Linked DNA regions of Mus musculus: region 1 is linked to region 2. Evidence: chromatin contacts called from public Hi-C data. All regions are on one chromosome and are shown on one strand. Each heading gives the region's core, a stretch centred on a gene start, on an enhancer-like site or on the middle of the called end of the contact. The rest is flanking DNA. Distances are from core to core; before and after follow the strand shown. Region 1 overlaps Slc9a9 (solute carrier family 9 (sodium/hydrogen exchanger), member 9). Region 2 has its middle 71 kb from the start of B430319G15Rik.

Evidence for each region. Hi-C and Micro-C count contacts between places; a contact is called where the count stands out from the background.
Region 1: a Hi-C map of uterus shows a contact between it and region 2, with 3 times the contacts expected there. The contact joins two enhancer-like sites. A contact is called at or near these places in 2 of 484 Hi-C or Micro-C datasets (embryonic fibroblasts and uterus) and 1 of 115 datasets of contacts at active chromatin or transcription factors (large pre-B cells).

Annotation. Positions count from the first base shown.
Region 1 is chr9:94,689,388-94,696,139 of GRCm38.p6, reverse strand. The region is part of intron 2 of Slc9a9 (solute carrier family 9 (sodium/hydrogen exchanger), member 9); the gene reads right to left. Among named protein-coding and RNA genes, the nearest start is that of Slc9a9, 23 kb to the right of the region's middle. Within about 2 kb of position 4,664, at least 182 of the 459 cell types and tissues checked have an H3K27ac peak or open chromatin away from gene starts, as enhancers often do. A contact at or near this core is called in uterus, where this site is marked.
Region 2 is chr9:92,610,439-92,617,701 of GRCm38.p6, reverse strand. It overlaps the pseudogene Gm2495. Among named protein-coding and RNA genes, the nearest start is that of B430319G15Rik, 71 kb to the right of the region's middle. Within about 2 kb of position 4,326, at least 35 of the 459 cell types and tissues checked have an H3K27ac peak or open chromatin away from gene starts, as enhancers often do. A contact at or near this core is called in uterus, where this site is marked.

The DNA.
Region 1 (6,752 bases), core at 3,415-5,914, 2.1 Mb before region 2:
ACCGGAGCTGGGAGACAGATGCTTTCCCACTGAGACCCCGGAGTCCCACTCTGCAGTAACTGACAGGTGTGGTTTAGGGACATAAAATCTGACACTGTGAAGTGTCATCTAGATTAGAGATCTCTCTGGTGAAGACCTTGCTGTTCCTGCTGCCAGGGATGTGATAAGTCTATTCAATGGCTGCCAAGGCGACAGAGCCACTTCTCCCAGGGTCACACCCTATCCAGAACATCTCCTATCCAGACACAGAATAAGGTTTGGTGTTGAGGTTTGGTCTGTTGCTATGTATTGTAATACTAACTGTGGGCTCCCCGGGGCCTGGTTGCCCCAGAGATGAGAGAGAGTCCACAGTTAGACCCAAGTGATGCTATGTACCCAAGTCATCTCTGATTGGTGAATAAAGATACCTGCAGCCAATAGCTGGGCAGAATAGAGATAGTCAGAGTCTTGGGTTCCTGGACTTGGGTTTGATTGGAGGAGACAATGAGGTGGGAGAGAGGAAGGTGAGAAGGAAGGATGGGTTAGGAGTCAAGAAAGCATGACCACGTGGGCTGGCCAGTTGGAGTTGAGAGCAGCTCAGATGAAACATACTAAGTAATAGTTTGGGGTTAAATTGGATAATCAAAGGTGGTAGCAGCTCCTGACTGGGACTAAGTATTTTCCACAACAGTTTGGTCCTTTAGGGGTGGGGCTGCATGGTTGAGGTGAGGCTGGCCATGAGTCCCTGCTCATTGCAGAATCACAGCTTCCAAAGGAGACAAACCAAATCCTCAGCCTGTTTCCCCTCTCACATCCTTCTACTCTCAGCCATCAGAAGTGCAATCCCGAGGCACTGATGCCCTGATCACCAAACGTTGCCTCTGCTTGGGCCTCTGCTTCTCTGGGAGCTCAATAACAACAGGCAGAAAGGAAGGCAAGATTAACCTGACTTGTGGTATCAAGCTCGGCCTGAGGCAGAACTGCATCCATCAGGGCCTAGTGGGCCTTGTGATAAGAAATGACCTGAGAGGCACCAGGATGGAGCTCAGGGGCAGAACACTTGCTTAGCATGAATGAGCCTCTGGGTGCTATCCCAATACCAATAGTAGTAATAATAATCAGAATCATAATAATTTTCCCAGAAAAGAAAATTATATGCAAGGAGCAGTAGAGTGTCCCTTCTGTCCCAGCTTAAGACGAGCCAGCTGCCTGACCAGCGTCCTTCAGTTCGGCCGGCTCTGTGTCTGCTACCCCAGCTGCTGAGGAGCTCGCAGGTGGCCTGTGGAGGACAGTGGTGAGTGCCATGGGACAGAGCTTTATGTAAGTGCTCCCTGGGGACCGGCCATGGTGACAGTGCAGCTCTGTCAGTTTTGTGCTTTTGAAGGAGCAAACCAAAAGCAGAGTTGGTGGGTGAAAGATCCATTTTCAACTTCATCTACGGGGGCTCAGCCTGTAATGGGTAGCCTCCTTCCTCCCCTGCTCCTTCAGGGTCTACCCTATTCTCCACCTTCTCATCAACCTCTCTGCCTCCCATTTACCTGTCAGAATGTTCAGAGGAGAGACTTGTCCAATCCTTTGAGTAGCAAAACCCCTTTCGGAGCTTGTGTGTTTTACCCCGAGGATAAACCTATGTCACACTTTCATTACAAAAATAGTCAGCAGTTAAGACAGCACACTGTGGCAGCGACAGATAACCACTCAGACAGAAACTGACAGATACCTTCCTGCACCATCTATTCATGGGCCAAGATCTACAGAGTATCCACCATGTGACAGACACTGGGAGCATGGTGTGACAGAAAGCAAGATCTACAGAGTATCCACCGTGTGACAGACACTGGGAGCATGGTGTGACAGAAAGCAAGATCTACAGAGTATCCACCATGTGACAGCCACTGGGAGCATGGAGTGACAGAAAGCAAGATCTACAGAGTATCCACCGTGTGACAGACACTGGGAGCATGGTGTGACAGAAAGCAGACCTAGGCCCTGACTTCCTGGAGGCTTTGCAAGTTTGGAGATGAGGGACATTAACCAAAGCATCACAGATTAAAACTTATAAGACTACTAAATATAAGGGGAGAATGAACAGTGGGCCTGAGACTGTGTGCTTGTGACACAAAAGAACTTGATTTTGTATTCCCCAAAGGTTTATCTGCTCCTAAGAACATCCCATACCAGGCCAAGATCCCCCGACTCTGTCTCCACACCATACCATAGATTTCAAAAGAACTTCTGAAAAAGTTGCTCTGGTTTTCATATGTCACCCATGTCAGCCAGAGTTTTGAGTTAGAAATTTAATTCCCAATACAACTGCATGGCTAGGTGGGGCCTTTAAGAGACCTTGGACCATGAGGGCTTGGCCTGAAGAATGGATTGGCTTTGTTCTCAGGAGTGGATTACTATAGAGCGTTGCACTGGTTGTTTTCTATATCTATGTTACAATAGCCTCCTAAGAGAAGAGGCTTCCACTGTGGCTGCTAAGAGGTTTCACCCCATCATGGAGTGGAAGGCATGGATGGGATGTAGCAGAGTGTGTGCACATGAAGATGCAGTTAAAAAGCAGTCTAGGATTGGACCATTTCCACACGCCAGGCCCTGCCTTCATAAAGTCTCCTCAGCCTTCAGGATAGACAGGAGTTAGGGACTATATACTCCAAAGGTGACCCTCTGAGGGACCGTTCTAGATTCAAACCCTAACAAGTGTGTTCCAGGAAGATGGATGAGTTGTGGTCCCTTATCCCTTCCTCCTGCTTCTACCTCTTGATGGCTTTCATGCTGACACTGTAGGAGGAGCTCACACTAGGTGGGTGCCTTGAGCTTTGGTTTCCAACCTTCAGAACGATGAGTTAAGTTTACCTCCATTTATGTTATCGTATATGGTTATCTGCTTATGTTCCATTGCCAAGGCCTGGAATGGACCAAGACAGAACTGGTTAAGGTAACAACAGTTCTCATAAAATAAGTGGCATTGCTGATCCTTAAAGTGAGGTGTCCCATGCTCTACAGAGTAGTAGAAAGGAGAAGAGATTTCATATTTTGCTTTCGGCTAATCCTTGAAATTTTTTACTTTTATATATGTGTTATAATGTATGGCATTGTTTGCATGGAATTTGTAAACAAATAGGATTGAAGTAGGTGCATGGGGCATTTTACTGAGTTTGTGTTTACTGCTATGGCTTGGGTATGGTCACATTGTGAGAGAAGGTTGCTCCCCAGGGTCACTTCCACAGAATGTGGATCCTGTGGAAAGTGGAACAGTGGATTCTAGGTTCTGGGGTGCTGCTCATGCAACCCCCTCAAGTTCTTTAGAAATGTCTGTTACGGGAAGAGGAAAGCCTGGTCAAATGAATGCCCACCACCCCTCTGCTCCTGTTTGAGATGTGACCATCTTTTCCTGAACGTTGTGCCACTGTGAAGTGATACCATCTGCTGCCCTCACCTCAGACCAACCCAGTGGGACTGCTTCTTTATTACAATTTACAAGTTATAAATTTTGTAAGTAAACTTCCTTCTTTATAACAAGTGTTCTCTTAACTAAGGGTTAAATGAAAGCCCCTTAGTGTCCAGGCAGCCTCAGGGTCCTCTCTGCAAGCTTGAGCTGCACTGGGGTCCTCTTATGCCAAGACTGGTCAAGATAGAGAGACAGGAATCACCGCAGCTTGTTTCTGTAGAATGTGAAGGATGGATAAAACCTACTACACCGTGAGTAGCCTGCCAAAGCGTCTCCAAGCCCTTATGGCGATTAATCACCCTGGGGCTCTCCCTCCCAGCGTGTCTAGAAAAGCTTTACAGGAGGAGATCGTCCCCCCAGCCTTCCTGTATCCTTCCCAAGAGTGCCCCACTGTTAACTGCACATATTTATCTCCTGACTTTGCCTGATCAAACTGTTCCTATTGCCAGAAGAGCTCTGGCCCTGGCCTCTGTGCAAGAATGTCACACGGTAAAAGCCTGGAAGGCTCAAAGATAGATAAACATGTAAGAATCAAAAGGGAAATATGGACAGTGAGAAAAGCAGACTTAATTAACTGATTCCCTTAAAGGGAAGAGCCCAATTAAAGGCATATAGTTAGCTGTGTCTGTAAGTCTTGTTTGCTTGTTTGTTTTTAACATTCTTACAAGTCTTAGTCACATAGTAGCTCTGTGACCTACTGGGAGGGGATCAGATTCCCTTTTTTTGAAACAATAGCACATTTTTTACTCAGCAGTATACAGAACCCCAAACCACTTCCCTTAAGCAACTGACAGTGTCACTTTTCAAACAGGAAGTGGAGACTTAGCAGAATTTTCACGGAGGAGCTTCCTTTGTCGGTTCACTGCAGTCATCTGATTTATGGGGGGTAGAAGTGATAAATTTAACAGTGCTGACAACTTTTGAAATGGGACTCGATCCACCCGACATCCCAGTTCAATGCACTACCCGCCCTTGCAGCTCAGCAGTGTAAATATATAACGTGCTAGAACACACATGAACATATTCATGATGAGATGTGTTAAAACTGTGAGTTTTCCCTATAATCCAACTCCTTCTCCATTTTTCCCATCCCCTTTCCTATGAACTCACAGGGGAATACCAAGTAGCTCCTCCCCTCCTTCCGACCCCCACCTGTCCTTCCTCTCCACCTGCCCCTGGGTTTCCACCCAAGTGCTGTCTCTGCTTTTGCTTTATTTCCTGCCTGCTGCAGCCAAACTAAGCCTTTGCCTTTGTTAACATCCCCCTTCTCTGCTGACTAGCGTGAACAGGCCAACCTGGTGTTCAGTGGCTCCCATAGTCGAATCTGCCCTCAGTTTTCTGGTCTTCCATACATCCAAAAAATAGAAGATGCTTCGTTTCCTGGGATATTTATTGCTTTTCTCACTTGTATACCATGCCCCTCCCTCTGACTGGGATGTCTTCCCACCCTCACCCCATCCTCTCCCACAGTTGCATCTAGAGTCCATCAGGATGCTTCCTTGTAAGCCTCCCTGACAGCCCTGCCACCACAGGACAGCAGCACTTCTGAGTGCCTGGGGGTCTATACAAACCTTTGGCACCTGCACTTTAGCATTACGGTGTTATTCTGGTACTATTTTCCTCCGGCTTACTAGTAAGTACCCTCCTAGAAATTATGTCTATTTCAGAAGTGTAATTGTGGAGACTCAGTCCATTGAAGACAGAGAATAAATGAAAGAAACATTAGCAATAGACAAGGGTTGTTGCTGGTTGCTTGGGTCAGATCTGGGGCTTTCACATGATGGGCAAGCTCTTCATCACCAAACTACGTCCCCACCCCTGATGTTTAGGTTGTTTGTTTGTTGTTTTTACTGGTTGTTTATTTGTTTTTACTTTTCAAATTTCCATTTCCTCTTCAAAAGAAAAAATTTAAACTTCCTATTTATATGAAAGTGAAGAATGTTTGTTTAGTCCTAAATATCTGGAACAAATTCACATTTGTGAAGCCATAATATAATATAATATAATATAATATAATATAATATAATATAACATAACATAATAATATTGGCCCCAAAGGTTAAAATTAAAGATACTTTGGATCCACAGAAGAACTTTAGCAAATGGTGTTGAGAATCAAACATTACAGTGCAGGACAGGACAGCAGCAGCCAGCTGCTTTGAGTGCGCCTTTCTCATGGCATAGGTAGCACTGGTTTCACTTGGCAGATAACTCTTTTCTATCCTACATTTTTACCTGTGTTGAGCATGAAGAGAACGGGCTTAGCATATGGTACTTCCTGAAGTCTACCTTCAGAAGAAGCACACAGTATACTGCTGCTGCTCTAAATGCCATAGTTCTCTATTTTCCAGCTTTATCCTTTCCTATTGGAAGGAGTTCATGAAGGGACAGAGCTGTGCTCTGTTTCCAAGTACCACCAAGGTCTAACCACCCCAGAAATGCACCTGCTTTTTGAAAACCTTCTAAGAGGTGGTGGCACTACATGGGAATTCCTTCCAGACTCCCCAAATCCTTGGCATTCCATCTAGGCTTCAACTCAATTCTTCTACGAGTAAAACTGACTATCAAGTCCTAATGTGTACAAACCAAGGCTGAATACTCACTCAGCACACGCCAAGAAGGAAGGCGATCCAGAGGAGCTCTGTGATGGCTTCAGTGCCCGACTCTGTGGGACTTCTCCTGAACTCTTCCCAGAACCTCCCACCTCCTGCTGCCTGAGAAGCTAAAATTCGTTGGGCCTCAGCCCCTTGTTTATGAGCCCTTTGGAGAGCCTGGCCAGTGTGTGGTATTAGTGGTCAGGACTCAGGATCAAGGGCTAAGTCCTGATGTAGCTTCTTCCCACCAGCACCAGAGTCTGGCCCATTGTATAATATCTGTGGGTACAAATTATTTTTATATCTTCATATGCACAACACAAGGGGTTCTGAAGGAAAGGCCAACCAGAGACTGCCCTACCTGGGGATCCATCCTATATGCAGACCCCAAACCCAGACGCTATTGCTGATGCCAAGAAGTGCATGCTGACAGAAGTCTGGTATAGCTGTCCCCTGAGAAGCTCTGCCAGAGCCTGACCAATACAGATGAGGATGCTCACAGCCAACCATCAGACTGAGTACGGAGTCCCCAATGGAGGAGTTAGGGGAAGGAATGAAGGAGCTGAAGGGGTTTGCAACCCCATAGGAAGAAAAACAATATCAACCAACCAGATCCTCTAAAACTCCCAGGGACTAAACCACCAATCAAAAAATACACATGGGGAGACCCATGGCTCCAGCCACATATGTAGCAGAGGATTGCCTTATCTGGCATCAATGGAAAA
Region 2 (7,263 bases), core at 3,077-5,576:
TTATTGACAGTATTAGCTTTTCATACTGTTAGTTTTCATAGCTCCAGATCCTGCCAAAACCACAGCCAACTATGTAAACTGTCTAAAGAAAGAGTAAACTGTGCTGTCTGTCGGCAGAGTGCCCGAGAGTGTCCATAACATGAAGTTCCCCAGAGAGTACAGTTGATCCCTAACAATGCCCAGTGAATGCTGATGCTGGATATAGACAGGCACAAATATGACCTTGCTGTTCTTGTGGGTAAGCTGAATTACTGGCTTCAGTTCTGGGTTTAACCTAGGGACATAAAATTGCAAGAAATATTGCTATGTTGTCAGGTTTGTGGAGAGAAAGCCCAAGGACTGTCCACGTGGCATGGCCTGCAGCACTGGGCACTAAAGGAGTGAGCTGAGAAACAGTCACAACTAGATTATCATGTAATAAATGTATGAGTATCTTTATACCTTGATTCCTGGTCAACCAGTCCCGAAGCCTTTTCTTCTTTCCTTGTGTGTTTCCACTTACAGAGTGTATACAGATCAATACCTTGAAAATCCAGTGAATTCAGAATGATGTTCACATGTCAACGAGTTTGAAATTCTTATGATTTCATGCAACAGTTATTTTATTGTGATAGGGGTCTTTCTCCCTTGTTATTTTCCTACCACTCCATGGGTCCCAAGGATCAACTTCATGGTTTAAGGCTTAGTGGAAACCACCCTTACTTGCTGAGTCAGCTCACCAGCTCACATTTCCTAACTGTTACAGTGAATAATAATTTAAAAACATCATCAAATAAGAAAAAGAAAAGTAAATGGTATACATATGTAGCTAAAGGAAAAGAAGCAGGTTAAAGAAAGAATAAAAAGCTTCTAAATAAGAAAGGGTATAAGATTATAAATTAGATACACCCTAAAATAAAGGATTGTTCCAAAGTTGAAAATACAAGATAAAAACAAAACTAGAAAGTTAATCATAAAAGTGCAATAAAAGTTAAAATTTAAATATAGATTATATGCTAAGACTAAATTGACTATAATAGAAGTCATTGAAATTCCCAAGGTTAAAGTTCAACGCTTTAATGTTGATGTGATGTAGTGGCTGAATTTCTGTTGGTAATAGAGCTTTTTAAAATTATTGTTCTTTTAGTGGCCCTGGAATTGTTAGGGTCAGAGCCTGGGCTCCACAAGTCTGAGAAGCTAGAATCAGCCACACATTCTCAACAGGCCAATCTAAAGCGACAAATAATAGTGAAACAGACAAACACACAAACACACATACACACCACCAGCAGCAACATGACAGACAAACAACAACAGATACAGAAGGGAGATTCTTTCTGATGTGGCCATGTTATAAAGAGGAAGAATAGTAAATAACTCGCTGCTCCCACCCAGAGCCCCGCCCCACAGCCTCTGCACTGGTATTTGAATGAACAAGAGACACTAATTGTTAAACTTGATTGAAGACTTCGGCTTCCTTGGTCTGAGACCCTCCCATTAGATCTTCCACATCTGAGACTTGTCCTTGGTAGGAAACATCCATTATCTCTTTATAAAGTGTTAAACATCCTATAAAAATATGGTCAAAAGGCTGGTAAAGGGATCCACAGTATACTATTATAAGGAAACTTTAAACCTGATAACTAAAAATTCAGAATTGATTACAGAATTTTTCCACTGAGAGTTCCTAGACATTAATAATTAAAGGAACATGGGCTAAATCCAGCTTCTTTGATCTATTGGAAAAAGGAGAACACAGCCAAGGCTCTCTTCAGCCTTGAGGGAAAGACCACAGTGGTACTTCTAACCACCTCCTGTGCTGTAGAATATGAGGAAATTCTTCAGTCCATACTTTTCACCTCACACTTGTGCTGAGTTCTTTTGAAAACACACCCTCATAGACTTCAGAAAAGCCAGGCTACCCCTACTGCTGCACACTCCACTTGTATTTTATTATAGACGATTTGTAGCCGACAACATTTTGTTCCCCACACAACCAACACTATAACTTTAGAGTTGCTTACTATTTTTTTTTTTGAGCCAAGTATAGGAAGCTATTGAATTCTATTTTTCTTTGTGGTTTTTGTTTGCAGTTCTTGGTTGTTGCCATCTTTGTTAAAGGTGATTTTTTTTTCCCCTACCTAACATAACTTTTCAAGTCTACCCTTGGTTCATGTCATCTAAATATGAGAAAGTCACATCTCTGGCATTACAGACCTGATCAGAAAGTTCAGTCTAAGTTACGATTACATTCTGTAAAACATTTTAACCTGAGCAGTAATTTTGATTACAAGTATTAAAAATTGTGAACTTTATTAGTGTGTGGGCATTCTTTCATATAGTTCATCCATATACAAATATATTCGTAGTAGAACTTACAAATGACAGATTTCAACAGTTCAAAGAAGCTTGTGACTTGTTTCCCGTGGATCAGCGGCACAGGATGGTGACTACTTCATGTTTACAGCTTGCAAGTCCACCGATGGGTCACTCACTAAGGGAAGACTGCAAGGGAGGGAGTGTGGGTGGCCAACAAGGCAGGGTTTAAAGGTTTTGCTTAGAGGAAGTGCTCAGAGCATGAATTGCGGCCACCAACACACATCTCTTCTTAGCTGTCAAATCAAATCGCTGCGTCTTTGGACGATGCTACCACTTCATTATTTGAAATGCAATTCATACTAAATCTGGGTGTCCCTTGGATAAAGTGGAGTTATATCCTAACACACGATAAATTGAAAACCCTTACGTTCAAGTCCCCTTAGCACAAGCCTAACATCCTAACACAGCACTGCAGAGCACCAGGCTTTTTGGGAAGCTCAGCACATTGACACTTTGCAACACAGAGGCAGTACTATGCCCATCAACAACCTAAAAAAGGTACGATCACAACATTTTTATACTTCATGTGCATTACGTTTGAATCATCAAAAGTTAAAAAAAAACACACAATTGGTAAGTCAGTGACTATCCATTTATATCTTTTCTCTTCCCATTGGCTGGTATGGTGCCATATTTTTCTGTTGCTGTGGTAAAACATGATGAAGGCAACTTAGAGAGGAAAAGGTTTATTTGGGGTTTAGGGTTCTAGAGGGCTAAGAGTCCATCAGCCTCAAGAGTGGTGAAGCGTGGTAGCAGGAAGACAAGGGAGGCAGGAACAGCTGAGAGCTCTCATCTGAAACTGCAGGCAGCAAGCAGAGTGTGGTGGAGGGGGGAGAAAGGGCAGGAGGAAGGGAGGAAGAGAGAAACAGAAACAGAGAGACAGAGATAGAGATAGAGAAATTGACAGAACAAACTGGGAGGATTTTGAACTCTCAAAGCCTGACTCAGTGAGGCATTTACTTATTTCCAAGGGTGACTCTAGGATCAGACCTCTCAGTGTACCTGGCTTAGAGGCTAACCCAAATGCATGCCTGTCTTGGAGTGATCTACAGAGTCACATAAACCCACCTGTGACAGGGCAGGGAATCCGGAAGCACATTAGGACTCAAGAGTACCTGTACCTGTCACAAAGGTGAACTATCAGCCATCATCCAGGCCACAAGCATCTGAGAGCCATCACCTATGTCACAGAGACAAGCGTGTATTTTTAAATTGTTGTGTCCTCATTTTAGACCACAAAGAGATTAACAATGGACTAAATTTTTACAAAATGTATTGCAAACACTCTTATCCAAAAAACATTACCAAGACAAACATCCCAAATTAGTAGAGGAAGGCTATTTAACCAGCAAAAGACTACCTATGTGTTCATGTCAATTTTCCACCATACCTGGTAGGTAATAAAATCAGATTATTCCCTCAGCAGTGGTAACCCATGTCTTTAAACCCAGTACTCAGAAGGCAGAGGCAAGCCGAATTCGAAGCCAGCCTTGTTTACATAGCTAGATTCAAAACAGTCAAAACTACAGAGAGACCCTGTCTCAACACACACACCCACACACAAATAAAAATAATCATATTTCCTGAGCCCTGCCTACTCTATGATCATCATTTCTTTACCCTTGAATTCACTGCAAGTTCCTTTTACACATGACCAACTTACTATAGCAACTGTACAGTTAAAAATAACATGTTCATACTTTTACAAAAATTACTATTTTCTAAGTTTGTATGATCCACTAATCTCTACCTTTCAGCTAAAAAGAGTTACTAAGTTCTAGCCTTTTTTTTTTCCTTTTTCTTTCGACATTACTCGAGTTTTAACTCTCCTAAACAGTACTTATCCCATTTCGCAGGCCAGTCTGAAAAGATGTTGAAACGATGTTTGGTCAAATCAGCCAGCCAAATGGAATGAGCAAAACCATCAGTAACCAGGGTAACCGTGTGACTCCAGTAAACACGTCAAGGCCACTCGCAGCCTCCACATCTGAATCCACTCTCTTCACTGGTTGCTATTTTAGGACTATATCTTACTTCAGAGTTAGATGATTAAATGGGAGCTTTTTAGATAGTTTTTGAAATACATATAATACTTTCTTTTTAACACCAATTCATTCGATTTAAAAATGCCTATTGGAAGTCTACCACATGCCGCCCTATGAGAAAAATCACTCATAAACTGAATAATGAAAGCAGAGACACTGAGTTCTTGATAGAGACTTAATGCATCACTCTCTCCAACTTGGACAATATGTGCACAGCTCTATTCAGGGACAGACTCAACACCTTCATCTCATATGTAGTGAAAAATCCGGCGTCAGTTCCTTGTGGCGGGGACCCTGATAGACAAGGGCTTGAGGAGCAACCTGCCTACGTTTTATTATGACTACTGTGGTATGTATCTTACCCACGATTCTCTGTCTGTGAGGAAGACACACCGCAGTGGTCGGAAACAAGAATGTGAAAGACTATTCCCAGAAATGGATGGAAGAGCTTGCCAGAGCTGACGAAACAACGGCTGCATTTCAACAAGGAAATTCCCTCCGGGCTCCATTCTCTGCTCCTTCGCCTGCTGGGACCATGATCCCACCTCCCTCCAGTCTCCCAGGTCCTCCTCCGCCTGACAGTATGCCTGCACCCCACATGGGAGGCCCGCCCATGATGCCAGTGATGGGCTCTCCCTCCGCCTGGGATGATGTCCGTGGGACCAGCTCCTGGGATGAGACCGCCCATGGGAGGCCACATGCCCATGATGCTCAGGCCGCCGATGATGAGACCTCCCGCCTGCCCTATGATGGTAGCCACATGGCCTGGCATGATCCCGCCAGCCAGATAAGAGCAGAAGCGCTTTTTATCATTTTGTGTTTCTTGCTCTGTTTCACCAGAAGATCTTGGTGCTGAGCCTGAATGTTTAGTAGATGCACGACAATGAACCTTGTCTCTTAACTTGTGACTTGGCTGGGTGGGTGCTCAGCTTTGCCGCCAGAGCTTCTACGGACCACTGCACCTGGAGTCTGGAGAGATTTCCCTGAGAGTCACTGAGCAAAGAAAAAAAGCTGTGATTAATTCTGAAAGCTATACAACCACTTTAGGATGGATTTCTTCCCTGTCTAGAGTGTCCACATGGATTTGATTTGGGGGGTGAAGGGCCCATATCATTCCTCATCTAGGACCAGCTCTGGATGATCACTGCCACAGCATCCAATCCTCACAATAACACGTATTTCCCATTCCTTGTCCTTGAGGTTCAGAGATGAGTGTAGAGATAGCAGCTTAAAGCAGTGGTCCTCAACCTGCGGGTCATGGCCCCTTTGTGGTCCAAAGACCCTTTCACAGGGGTCACCTTAAGACTACCAGGAAACAAAAATATTTGTATCATATGATTCACAACAGTATCAAAATTACAGCTATGAAGTAGCAGCAAAAATAATTTTATAGTTGTGGATAACCGGCACGTGAGGAACCATATTAAAGGGTCACAGAGTTAGGAAGGTTGAGAACCAGTGCTGTAGAGTGAGTTGGGTCCCTTTAGTTTGGTTAAATAGCCAAGGCACAAGGAAAGGGTGGTTGTGAACAGGTGAACACGAAAAGCAGACATAGCCGAGAACTATTTTGACAACCACTCTCCATTTATAAAAACATCATTAATGTCAAAAATGCACATTGTAACTTTCAGTGTTTCAATCACACAGTTTCTATTTTTTTTAACCACAGTAATGTGTCCTTAATGTTCCAGCCATCAGCCTTGTAATGAGCACTCACAATTACTATTTCACAATTACTATTTCTTTCTTTTTCATATACAGTAATTGAAAAGATTTCTTCTTTGTAGACTCCTCGAGACCTGTTCCTGTGGTGGTATAGCTATAACTTGTCTACTCCAAAATGTATCAAATGTACCTGCGTCTGACATCTTCTATACAAGTTTTATTAGTAACACACGCTAGCAGTTACTAGCATTACTAGGTGAGACAAACTTAAATGAGAAGCCTACAATAGAGGTTAGAATTGAGGACAATCCATTTCATTAGCATTAACTGGAGGCATGCCCATTCTCTGAGAATGAGGTGCTGCGATTACTCCTTTTGAAACACTGATACAGAGCACAGCAAATCATTTAAAAAGAACCTTTGAAAAATCATCTCTTCAATCTTCATTAGTACTAGCTCTAAAGAAAAAAAAACGCTTAGGAATAACTAAAGGGAAATTCAAGTTTTTGGATTCTCATGTTTAGATTAGACTATCATCCGTGGATTCTAGCCACAAGGTGGAGCTGTGATGTCATAGTTTGCAAACACAAACCATGTAAATCCAGATGAGAAGGCTTTAGTAAAACACAATCTAAGAAGATAACTTATCGAAACTCTATACTTTTTTCCAACTATCAATTATGTATCACTAATGCTTAGTATCAATTATGTTTCCATTGGCTCGATGCTGCCTTGGCTGTTACAAGCTCCAGCAGATTCAACTACCCCGTGATCTTCCAAGAGATCCTATTACAGTCTCAAAGGTCACTGAACAACACTTTAAGGAACACCTTTTTAAATTACTTAAAAAGTTATTGTGCAATTATGCACAGAGCAGTTTACTATCTACCCAAATTCACAGGAAACTTCTCTGTCCCTTAATTCTCAGTGACAACGTAACTTACAAAATTACAACGTAATTTACAAAAATGAGGCTTTGAAACGGTGACTCTTACGGCATGCTATGGCAATTTTAAATTAATGACTCATGTTTTTACTATTATATAATATAGGCAGAAATTCCTAATTTACAAAGAATATTAATATTCAAAAGAAGCCACTTATTTTTCAGTGAAGACAAAACATGCTAATTGGTTTCTTAATGTACAAATAAACAAATATGAACATCATCAACTTGACAGCACAAAAAACGCTC